2 separate regions of the Mus musculus genome follow, and region 2 is linked to region 1. The links are chromatin contacts, called in public HiChIP or PLAC-seq maps. All regions are on one chromosome and are shown on one strand. The core of a region is the stretch at or near the end of the contact, and the rest is flanking DNA. Distances in the headings are between cores, read along the strand shown.

Region 1 (5,633 bases), core at 1,038-3,537:
GCTATATGATTCTGGATCATCAGGTCTATTGAATGTGGGAGGAGAGGTAGTGGGGAGGGAGAATGCAGGTCTTTCTGGGATAGCAGCCTACTCATAGCAGCTTGGCTTACTCCACAGGACTTAGGAAGGAGGAAAGATGGGTCCAAGAACAGTGTTTTGGTTTTTTTTTCCTCCAATAATTTATTTATTTGTATTTACTTTACATCTCCATCACAGCCCCCATCTCTCCTCTCTGTCCAGTCTCACCTATACAAATCCCTGAATTTGTTTTTTTCTTTTTTCTTTTGAGACAAGCTCTTACTATGTAGCCCTTACTAGTGTAATGTAGAAAATTTCATTTTGATCCCCTAGACCAAGTTGGAGCCAAGAAAGAAAAATAGTTGGGTCCTGAAGCAGCCTGTTCCAAGAACTGGTTGATCACAGAACAAATAATTACACAAGCCGGTTCAGTGACCCAGTTTCAGGACCTGGCTGACCACAAAAATTAGATTAAAATCTTGAGAACAATCTTGAGAAGCAGGGAGTTTCCCCTTGTGATTTTTAGTTCCCCCTTGTGATTCTTCACTGGTATTTTCCAATAACCCCCTAACTACCCCCTTGGATTATGGTTTTTCCTTTACATTCCCCCTTTCCCGGCTACTCGGGTCGAACTCCTCTACCCTTGCGTGGGATGTGAGTCAGCCCCAGCGCGCTGGTTCCTGTTAATAAACTTCCGAGATTGCAGCAAGGACAGTCTCTCGTGAGTTCTTGGGGAGTCTCGTAATCCTGAGACTTGAGTGAGGGTCTCCCCTCTTTGAGGGTCTTTCACTAGCTTTGTACTTGAGAAATAGACAGGAGAAGCCTCAACCTCAGAGATCTCTTTCTGCTTTCCAAGTGTAAGATTAAAGCTATCCACAACCACACTTGACTAAAATAATAGTTTGATTTTAATTATGTGCTCACGTATATGCCTGAGTGTGGGTCTATGCATGAGTGCAGGTGCCCCTGGAGTCCAGAAGAGAGCATCTGACCTCATGGTGCTAGAGATATAGCCATGAGCCATTCAATGTGGATGCTGCAGAGGATGGCCTTGCAACAGGAGGAGTGGCCTTTGGGAACCCCTGGAAGTTTGATGCCCCAGAATAGGGGGGATGTGGGAGCAATGGGGTGGGAGAGTGTGGGTGGGGGAGAGGCAAAAGGTGGGGGAGAGCAGAGGTGGGATGGGGGAGGGTTGGTGGAGAAGGTACCCAGGAAATGGGATATCAGTTAAAATGTAAACCAATAACTGTTTTAAAAGTTTTTTTTTAAAAAACCTTTTTTTTAGCTGACCTCATTCTTTTCAAACAAAACAAACAAAACAAAAGCTGCAAACAAAAACAACCTTTGAAGGCAATTACAATAACACAGTGGAACAATTTTCACTATGCCACCAAGGGTGACTTTTCCCAGAGACACTGCTCTAGTGGACAGCAGTGTTAGGCAGGCCTGCTTTCAGGTTAGCACCAAGTCTCTCCATGGCTTTGTACGTGCCTAACACTCTGCCATAGACATTCCTCTGCCTCAAAATTCCCCAAACCAGAAATTAGCATGCTGCCTCTTCTGCCAGACATAGGGCTTTCAGAGTGGAGAGAACTGTCAGTTGTGTGTGTCTGATCTGTAGCATAAACTTCCTTAAAATACTAGGAATTGTGTCTTACAATTTTTCCTCAATTTGGGTTTGTGGTTCTCCAGTGTGAAACTTGCAGGTGATCTCATTATGTCACATCAAAGGTCAGAATGTCTTAGGAATCCATAAGCTTTTACCTTGAAAATTAACTTTAGCATATATGGGCTTTATAGACTAATAGAAATTATAGAAATACACAGAATTAAAAGGCTTGGAACACAAGCATAAATAAATGCTTTGTCTTTTGATGGACTCACAACAACAAATGTGCAATTTTATAAATCTTCCCACTGATTAGATTTTGGCTTTGAATTTGCCCCCATACCCAGAAGCAAATAATGACATTTGTTGAGGGTTGATGGTGATCATAAAGGCACTGTCTCTCTGTGGCTTTTAAAACATATTATGAATTCTGAAACCTTGCTTTTTTACAACCGAGACTCTCAGTTGTTTTGTCTTCAGGAGGCAGCAGGAATCTTCATGCTTAGTTGCTGGAGTTGGTATAGCTTGTCATCTGCTTTTGTAGGCAAGAGATCTATATTTGGAAAGGAGTCAACAAACTTCAAATCGTAATTGTTTTCTCTGCCAAAATAAGCAGGGCTCTGCAGAGGCTCTGACAGCTGTGCCTTGTCCTGAAGGACAATCTTCCACAAGAAAACAATGGGAGCATTACCTCCCTCATGCCGCATGGGCTGGTGGTGTGCATGATCATCTAAAACAGCATACAGAATTAAAAAAAAACCGTCCTAGGAAACAACAATATGAAATATTTTTCCTTTCCTATTTTAGCTTCTAAAAATCATGAAAACAGTTTTGCTCAGGAGTAGAGATCATTGTGGATGGATCAATTTTAAGTGTGTTGGGGCAAAGTTATGAAGAATTTTTTTCCCAAGTTTTTTACAGAGCTTATTTGATTTGATGACACAGCTGGAATCACACCATTTTCATCCTTTTGGTAGTCAGTTACAATAAAGAGTCTATTCTGTTACACTGTTTCATTTTCAGACTGAAGCCTAGAATGCTTTGTGCAGCTGTCCGTGACTCTTAGCTTCAGAATTAAGTTTTACATTTTGACAAAATGACTTTCTGGAAAGAGGAGTCACAGCTCAAACACATACTTTCTTTATGCACATAGTAGGAGGGAGCGTACTACTACAACAGGGATGCATTCTTCTCTAAAAGCATACCTCTGCCGGCCATGCTGCAACGCACAATGTTCAGGAAGTTAAAATTAAGTGTCTCCTTGAATGGTAAGAACTACAAAGTTATATGAAGTCCCCTTTATGCCTTGGATCTCCTTGCTATTTTGTTTAAGAAATGTACAAAGATGCCTATGTCACCATCTCAGGGTTTCCTGTCATTTGGTAGGTCGTAGCTTGTTATCCTAGGGTGAGGGCTTCCTGTCTGAGTCACAGCTGGGAGATGATATCCTATGCTCATGGAGTACAAGGGTTAGAGGGAGAGAGAACTTTTACGCCTTTACCAGCTTACATGTAATGAACTCACTCCATGACTGACTGCCTCTGTAGTGTTTATACTTTTTTTTGGAGCAGCTGAAACCCCCTATGTCCTGCAGCTCCTTCCATTTTTCAATACCATCTCTTGGGTGGGTGTTTGGGGGTCGGGTACAGCTTTTCCCATTCTAACCAAAGGACAGTTGCATGATTTCTTAGTGACATCCTCTAGCAAAAGAAGGCCTCTATGCTCTTAACTATATTCGTCAGTGTTGCCTGTCTTTTCTGTAGTTCCCTTATAGTGAAAAGCTCACTGCTGAGAACTTTTGAGCATATCATTACTGAGTGCCTGGGTATCTCATGGGAGTCTTTGCGTAGAGTACATAGGATTTTTTTTTTTTAAAAAAACTTTTCAAGTTACTTGTGACCTGTGGAACCCCAAGCTTTCTCTTCTAAGGGCTGGCAACCCTCTATCATCTTCCCAGTTGTCAGAAGCTCCAGTAATCTCAGTGGTCCTTGCTTTTTCTTCCTAAGTACCCAGAACTACATAGTGTGATCAGGTTGGGGTTATGTTTTGAAAGAGCAAAGTTGAACATCCCTACCTCTTGACCTATGGGATCCTGCCTTTCTACATAGCAGTGTGTCAGGATGCATTAAAGATGGACTGCTTTCTTTGCTTTCCTAAGAGAAAAGTTAAGGAAAATTATAGATGACAATGGAGGAAAGAAAGCACGAGAGAAGGCTATGAGTTAATGCCTCACTCTTACCTCTGTGAGGTGGATGGGGCAAGTAAGCTGTCTATGCTTTGCTATTCTTCTTTGCTTGATAGAAGACTAATTCCTGGAACACGAACTCAGACACACTACCTGAGGAGAATTAAGAGTCTTACTTTCTGAAACAGCAGAGGCTAGGTTCAGAGAAGCATGGTCTCCTGGGCCACACTATTAGAAGTTTTACCCCTGAGCCAGAAATCAGAAAGAATAACTAAGAAGGACATCATTTATGGCAGGAACTGGGAAAAGAGAGATGATTCAGACATCTAGGGTGGTTATAATCAATTCTCTGTTATGACAATTGAGGGTATTATTTATTTAGGTGAATGTACCTGTTAGGGTATCAGTTTCTTTGTTCATACAGTGGTAATAAAAACAGTAATACCACTTTGTAGGTTGGGGATGAGATATGGGTCAGAATGTGCCCTGTGGATCAGAATGCTTTAATAAGTAATAGTCACTTCCAGAGTCTCACTGTCTAATGATTTTAGGCCGCATGGGCACTTCTCAAGCCATGCCCATTTGGAATCTATCAATTCTACTTTGGGAAATTTTGTGACAGTTTTGTGTCTTTCTGATATTACAAAATGAATTTCTCATGAAAACCTCTCTGTAGATATACAAGATTCATAGTTCCTGTTGCTTGGATCTTTAAAAGTCTAAATGAAAAAATACCTTACCCATGTAGGTTGCTGACTTCTGAAAATACTAATGACTGATATAGGAGCAGAGGTGGAGACCTGTCATAGCAACAAAGACACCACAGCAAATCAAAGATCTAGGAATCCAAGTTTTCTAAAGGTCAGAAATGCTCATAATGTCAAATATTATGGGGATCTACAGTAATGACCAGTGCATTAAAATTACTTTAATCTTGACTACTGGGGTCCCTTATAATAAAGTCCAGAAAGCTTTTTACCCAGGCAGATAAAGTACTATTTAGTATGTATTCTATTTAAATATGTCTGAATCTATATTCTTGGGCTCAATGAAACAACCTATTGTCTATTTCTACATTTGTTAGTATATTTCCATTGATAATTAATTGGCTCAGCCAAACACATTTTTAATATTATGCATAAGTGTACAATTAAATCAATTTCTTTCAGCTGTCTTCAGAATTGAGATTGTATGGAGGTCATTCAAATAATTATTTGACCCATTGTCATTACTTATCTTTTCTTTTCTTTTGATATAGTTATATTTAAGTGTATATATGTACAAAATTCTTCAGAACAGAGAAAGGTTAGATCACACACACACACACACACACACACACACCCTCCTCCCCCATACACACACCACCATCGCCTCCACTACCACTATTACCAGCAGATGCAACAGTATCAGTAGTATATCTAAGAAGGAGATAAGCTCAGGTCATGGGCACAGTTAATTGACTTCTGTAGATTATTTATTAAGGCTTAATGAAAGATACTGAGAGATTTTAAAGTTTTTATAGAGTAGAAAGATGGAGGTTTTAAAGTACAGTTCTTGTTCTCTTTTTATTTTGTTACCAAGAACAATCCAAAATAAAACTACCAAAATAATTTTATGGTGACTAGATTTTGAGTATATATCTTTATGAAACAATTAAGTCCTCCCCAAATGGGCCGTGTTGCCAAATATCCCAGGAATACTAAAAACAGAGCATTTGAAATGTATCTTGTAGCTGTTTTTGCTATCCCATATGTTCCCATCAGGGCCTTCAATGAAGCATCTGAACCACTGGAGCCAATTTGGCTTGGACAGCAGGGAGAT
Region 2 (5,633 bases), core at 2,289-4,788, 270 kb before region 1:
TGGCTGTTTGTGAGCTGTTCAAAGGGGGTTCTGGGAATTGAACTCAGGTCCTTTGCAAGAGCAGTGTGTGTGTATATGTGTGTGTGTGTGTGTGTGTGTGTGTGTGTGTGTGTATAACAGCTGAGCTAACTTGTGTGTGTGTTTAACAACTGAGCTAGCTTTCTAGTCTTTCTCCCCCAGTTTTTGAAGTCAGGAGTTTCACTGTGCAGTCTAAGCTGGCCTGCTGCTTCCTCTGGCCTCAGCTTCCCAAGTGCTGGGATTGCAGGTGAGCCACCGCATCTGTTATCATTTCTATGTATTAGAAAACTTTGCTGGGCAGTGATGGCGCCTTTAATCCCAGCACTTAGGAGGCAGAGGCAGGAGGATTTCTGAGTTCGAGGCCAGCCTGGTCTACAGAGTGAGTTCCAAGACAGCCAGGGCTACACAGAGAAACCCTGTCTTGAAAAACAAACAAACAAAAAAACAAACAAAAAAAGAGAAAGAAAGAAAGGAAGAAAGAAAGAAAGAAAGAAAGAAAGAAAGAAAGAAAGAAAACTTCAAACTTTTCTCGCTACTTCGGAGTACATAATAAGTTGTTCCCTGCTGTGTGTAGTCCACTCTAACTACATGAGAGCCAGCTCCCCATCTACCTATAGGTTGGTATTCATTTTCTACGTTTCCTCATCTTTTTCTTCCCATTGAGTCTGGAGTCTCTAGCAAAATTTATTCTACTTTCTATTTATAGAATTTCTAATTTCCACAATAGGCAAGAACACACAATACTCTCTTTTGCATTGTTTTGTTAAACAGGGTCTCACTATGTTTGTCAATTGTCCTAGAATTCACTATGTACCCCAGGCTGTCCATGGACTTGAAATCCATCTTGAGCCTTATACCTAAGTGCTGAGATCGCTGGTGTGATACCTAGCACTTAGCTTGTTTTTCTGCCCTCTTTCTGTGCTATGTAATGCCATATAGTTTATCCACATTGCTGTAAATAACAGAAAAGATTTCATCCTTTTTGATGCCAAAGTGATACTCCTTTGTGCACATACCACATTAAAATATTCTTCATAGAGTCTTCTTCTCCTGGTCCTTAGCCACGGCCTATGTAACTTATTGGATGGACAACATCTTCCCCATCATTGCCTGTGTTGAGGTTGCTCTCATTTTGTTAGCCTCTGAGCATATCTTTATGTGATCAGTGAGCTAGTGTGATCAGTGTGCTATGGTTTGAATGTCCTCTCCAAAGTTCATGTTGAAATCTGAATGACACTTTTGAGATATGCACACTTGCTCTCAGGAGTGGCTTAATGCTATTATTATGGGATTGTATTGACTCTCACAGGAGTGATGTGTTGTATAAAGTGACTACTTTTGCCATGTCATGCCCTCCACCATGCTTTGGTTCAGTAACTAGGCCCTGACCAGACAAGCAGTCTACCGATCCTGGACAATCCAGACTTGAGAATGATAAGAGGTAGAACTCTTTGTAAATTACCCCCTGTGTGGCATTCCATACAGATGTGGACAGCAGGTGAAGCAGAGAAGTCACCCATAGGTTTGTCATGGTTCAAAGCCTGCACAAAGGCCCCTTCTTTCTATCCTCCACCTTAGACTCTGCAGCCACAGATGCTGATGCCTACGAAGAACTGGATTGCCATCTATGAATTCTCCTTTAAGGAGGAAGTGCTGGCAGCTGAGAAAGATGTCCATTTTAGTGAAGTGGAAGAGATTGTGTGTGTGTGTGTGTGTGTGTGTGTGTGTGTGCATTGAATAGACTTAATACCCTGTATTGTGGGATGTAGGACCATTAGATAATTTGTCCGATGTCTGTTAGGATTCTTCAGGAATGTTCCTTGGAAGCTCGAGCTTGGTTCAGTTAACGATGTTGGCTGCTAGTGGTTTTTGTAAGCATGAAAAGTTATTGTGTTCAAGTTCCAGGTTGTGCTGACTTCCCAAATGACTTGGTAGTGGTTTGTCCTTAGTGTAGCTGTGCATCTTAGGGACAGATAGATGGCCACCATAGTCGCCAACAGGGAGACTCACTAAAACTACTCAGCCTAGAATTTTCCAGCACTATTCTGTTGAAACTGAGTTGTTTGAGCACATTAGGGCAAAAAGTAACCTGCATGTGCCAAGTCTTCATTTTTCAAGAATTCTCAGACTTTGTCTTGGATTTTACTAGGTACTTTCAATGTGTGTCCATCCAATTTTCTTCCTCTTCCTCCTCCTCCTCCTTTCTCCTCCTCCTCCTCCTCCTCCTCCTCCTCCTCCTTCTTCTTCTTCTTTTTTTTTGGTTTTTCGAGACAGGGTTTCTCTGTATAGCCCTGGCTGTCCTGGAACTCACTTTGTAGACCAGGCTGGCCTTGAACTCAGAAAACAGCCTGCCTCTGCCTCCCAAGTGCTGGGATTAAAGGCGTGTGCCACCACGCCCGGCTAGCCAATTTTCTTCTTTCACATAGCTCAAAGAATAATTTTTCTACCAGTGAAGCCTATATATGGGCCTTCTTTGCTTTAGGAAAGTGGACTTAAATTTTGGGGTAAAGACTGTGGTCGGCTCCTTACTGATCTAGCCACGTTCCCACTTTTGGCTCCTTTATACTGCAAAACTCAGCTGTAGAATAGTGCCTCTACTGCTTAGAAGGAGACTTGATCTCTGCAGCCTCATGGGTATTGCTCATTCATACTTTCCCTGCCTGGAATATAGGCTTCCTCCTACCCATGACTCTTGGGCTGACTTTTAACTTGGTAAGTGTTTCTTTATGTGTTTCTGATGACTCACTTTAGGAGTCACTGGGATGACCCCATTGCTCTATGCACTGTCTTGGTACCTTGCACTTCTCTTTTTGCATGGTTGCTATAGAGAACCTTTCTGCACCATGCCTCTAGTTGGCCATGAGCTCCATGAGGGCAGGGATTGTGGTTAGTTTGCTGACAGTTTCATATTTTAGTGGATGGTGGTAAACATTATAAATGTTGCCCGATGAATAAATAAATTAGACATAAGGAGGAGGCAGAGATATTTAAGAGATCAGCTCAGCAAACAAAATCAATAAAACAGACTTTTTATTTATAATGTTAGTGCCTTTTCTTTTTTAGTCTTTAAAGACAACTTTTACATGGGGTAAATCGATTGGCTGATGAATCCATAGGCTTTCCCTCTATTTCCTGCAACCATTTAGATCCCACAGTTAAAAAAAACTCAGCAATTCAAGGACTTTAATAGACAGTCTCTTCCAATAACTGTATTTCTATATACATTAGCCACTTACCCTTTGTAAGCTTGGGAATTATTAGGGCCTGCAATTGACTATATTAACCCAAGCCATCATCGTTTCCTTCAGCATAAATAAAAGTAAGCTGTTAGCAGGAGGCCAAAGGCCCAGCAGCCGTTCCAGTACAATTTGGATGGATGCAGATGGAATTACAGAGTCATATTTTATCTGTTGGATTCTGTCCCAATTATGAGCTTAGTCACCACAGAGAGTTCAGAGACAGCAGAGATGGAGGCAGGAAGGAGATGCAGTTTGAAGGGATTCATAGTCCTCAGCAGGATAGGCTTTCTTATGCTCTCAGCAACAGAGACCATGTGATGTTCCCTAAGCATGAATTGTATTCTCTGCAGACTTTCCTGCTGGTGCAGCTGGGGTGGGAAGGGATGGAGGTGGAGAATGGCTGATTTTGAGGCTGTAATTATGTCAGGGCTAGAAACAGAATTGAAATGACCCAGATGGTTAGCCTAATGAAGCTGATCCAAAATTTATGCCACAAGGAGTCAGAACCATACTTCTCTCCCTGTGTGCATGTGAGAGTGTGCATGATTGATTTCTTTGGTGTGTGTGTGTGTGTGTGTGTGTGTGTGTGTGTGTGTGTGTGTATGTGGGTGCAGTTGAAGGGATGGGAATGGGTCTGCAGGGCCAAGATGGAGGTACACTGGGAAGTATCACAACCAATCTGAGCCTTTTGCTTTGGTGATTTGGCCTCAGGCAGACCTGCTCCCTCTCACTTTCTCCAAGATGTAAACTCCTTTTCCTGTGGCTTTGCAAATACAACGTATCTCCTGGGAGAGAACTCTTCCCTCAGGATAAGATGCTGGAGGCAGACCACGCAGAGCGAGGGGCATCGATGCTTATGTTCTAGGGCTCTGGTCCAAATCTTCATCTTGAATGAGAACCACAGGTCACATGCTCCGTAGTCACCTGTCTACGGACTGTGGTTGCCAGCAGGGACAGAGCTATGACCAGCACTGCAGATGCTATGATCTTTTAATTAAAGAACTTAATATATGTAAATCTAGAGAACAGTGCTTGGTGCGTGGTACATATCAATTAACTGTCCATTGTTACTCTATTATCCATTCAGCACATTGGCTGCTCACTTTCCTGAGCTCTCACTTCAAAGGCATTTCTTTAAGGAACTCAAAAAACCATGGCGTTCTAGTGAGGTGAGAAAGGAGACAGTCTTGAGAATAGATTATGACAATGTGTCATCTTAGATAATTGAGAAGGGGCCTTAGTTTTCTCATGTGATGCTGTGGAGGGTCCCTGGAATGCTCCTGTCAGAAGAGACAAATGCTTATAAAACAGTCTGCCGCAGTCATCGCCATTGAAGAGCGGTCATCAAAACAAGAGGCAGTTTACATTTGTCACTCTGGCTGATCCTCTTAGGTCACATTTTAATTTGGCTTTTACAGGAAACTGAAATTCATGACATATAAGGAATCTGTTAAAACAGTATTTCCTTCCCCTTGTTGAGTACGTCACCTGTGACATGTTCTCTGTATACCATGGCTATACCATGAGATATGTTACTGTTATCCTGATCTGTTGCTGAGCCAGCCAGCTGTGGCTCAGAGATGTTCGGTGATTCAGGATCACATAGCCAGGGAGCACTGAAACGAGGACTGGAACTCTTTGTCTCCCAGCTCCTGCTATTAAACTAGGGCTGCCTTGCGAGACAGACTTGCTATTAAGCTGGATTGGTTCTAATCCTACTTGAATGAGTCCAAGATGCACTTGCTTGATAATAAATCCTATTGGTACTATTCAAGAGCTAAGGGAATAAAATGTGTCCTGGGGAAAACAATACTTCAAGAAGCACAGCTTGCCATATGTGCGGAGCAGGAGAAATTAAGTGAGAAGAAAACCAAATTGATGAGGGTTTTCAAAGATACAGGGATATAAACAATCTAAATTAGAGACATGATGTGGTATTGGCTACAGAGTGTGTGATTGTGGGGGTGGGGTGATGAGGGACATTTAAATAGACTGAGCTCTTGTTTGACAAGAGGAAGAAACACGCTCACATGGCTTTGCTCTCTGAGGTGCAGGGTGGTGTTGAGAATGTCAGGGTGGGGCAGGGGGTTCTCATTCTCCCTCGGTTACTGGGCACTGCCCCATGTATTCTTTGCACTGTATCCATAGCCTTATGTATAGGGAGAGATCAGCTTGGGAAATATATTGGAAATGGGTGGTGGTGGTGGCTGAATTTGTTCCTTTAGTTGCAGTATGAACTTCCTGGCTCATGTTCAGCTCCACGGCCTTCTGTTGATGGATTGTTCAAAATGGAACTCTATGTCTCTCGGGCTAGACAGCACCAGGGAGCTCTGGCACAGCCTCTCTTCGCATTGTAAAGCTCCCAGCAAGTTGTTC

The links. HiChIP or PLAC-seq counts read pairs in DNA pulled down with a chosen protein or histone mark.
Region 2: an H3K27ac HiChIP or PLAC-seq map of SST interneurons shows a contact between it and region 1, with 11 times the contacts expected there. The contact joins two enhancer-like sites. A contact is called at or near these places in 1 of 39 promoter capture datasets (liver), 1 of 15 datasets of contacts at CTCF or cohesin (pro-B cells), 7 of 484 Hi-C or Micro-C datasets (the HL-1 cell line, cortical neurons, embryonic stem cells and 3 more) and 2 of 115 datasets of contacts at active chromatin or transcription factors (SST interneurons and stem cell-derived neural progenitor cells).

What each region holds. Positions count from the first base shown.
Region 1 is chr3:78,632,200-78,637,832 of GRCm38.p6, reverse strand. No RefSeq gene overlaps it. Among named protein-coding and RNA genes, the nearest start is that of Gm36341, 160 kb to the left of the region's middle. Within about 2 kb of position 2,287, at least 11 of the 459 cell types and tissues checked have an H3K27ac peak or open chromatin away from gene starts, as enhancers often do. A contact at or near this core is called in SST interneurons, where this site is marked.
Region 2 is chr3:78,906,581-78,912,213 of GRCm38.p6, reverse strand. No RefSeq gene overlaps it. Among named protein-coding and RNA genes, the nearest start is that of Gm38542, 27 kb to the left of the region's middle. Within about 2 kb of position 3,538, at least 21 of the 459 cell types and tissues checked have an H3K27ac peak or open chromatin away from gene starts, as enhancers often do. A contact at or near this core is called in SST interneurons, where this site is marked.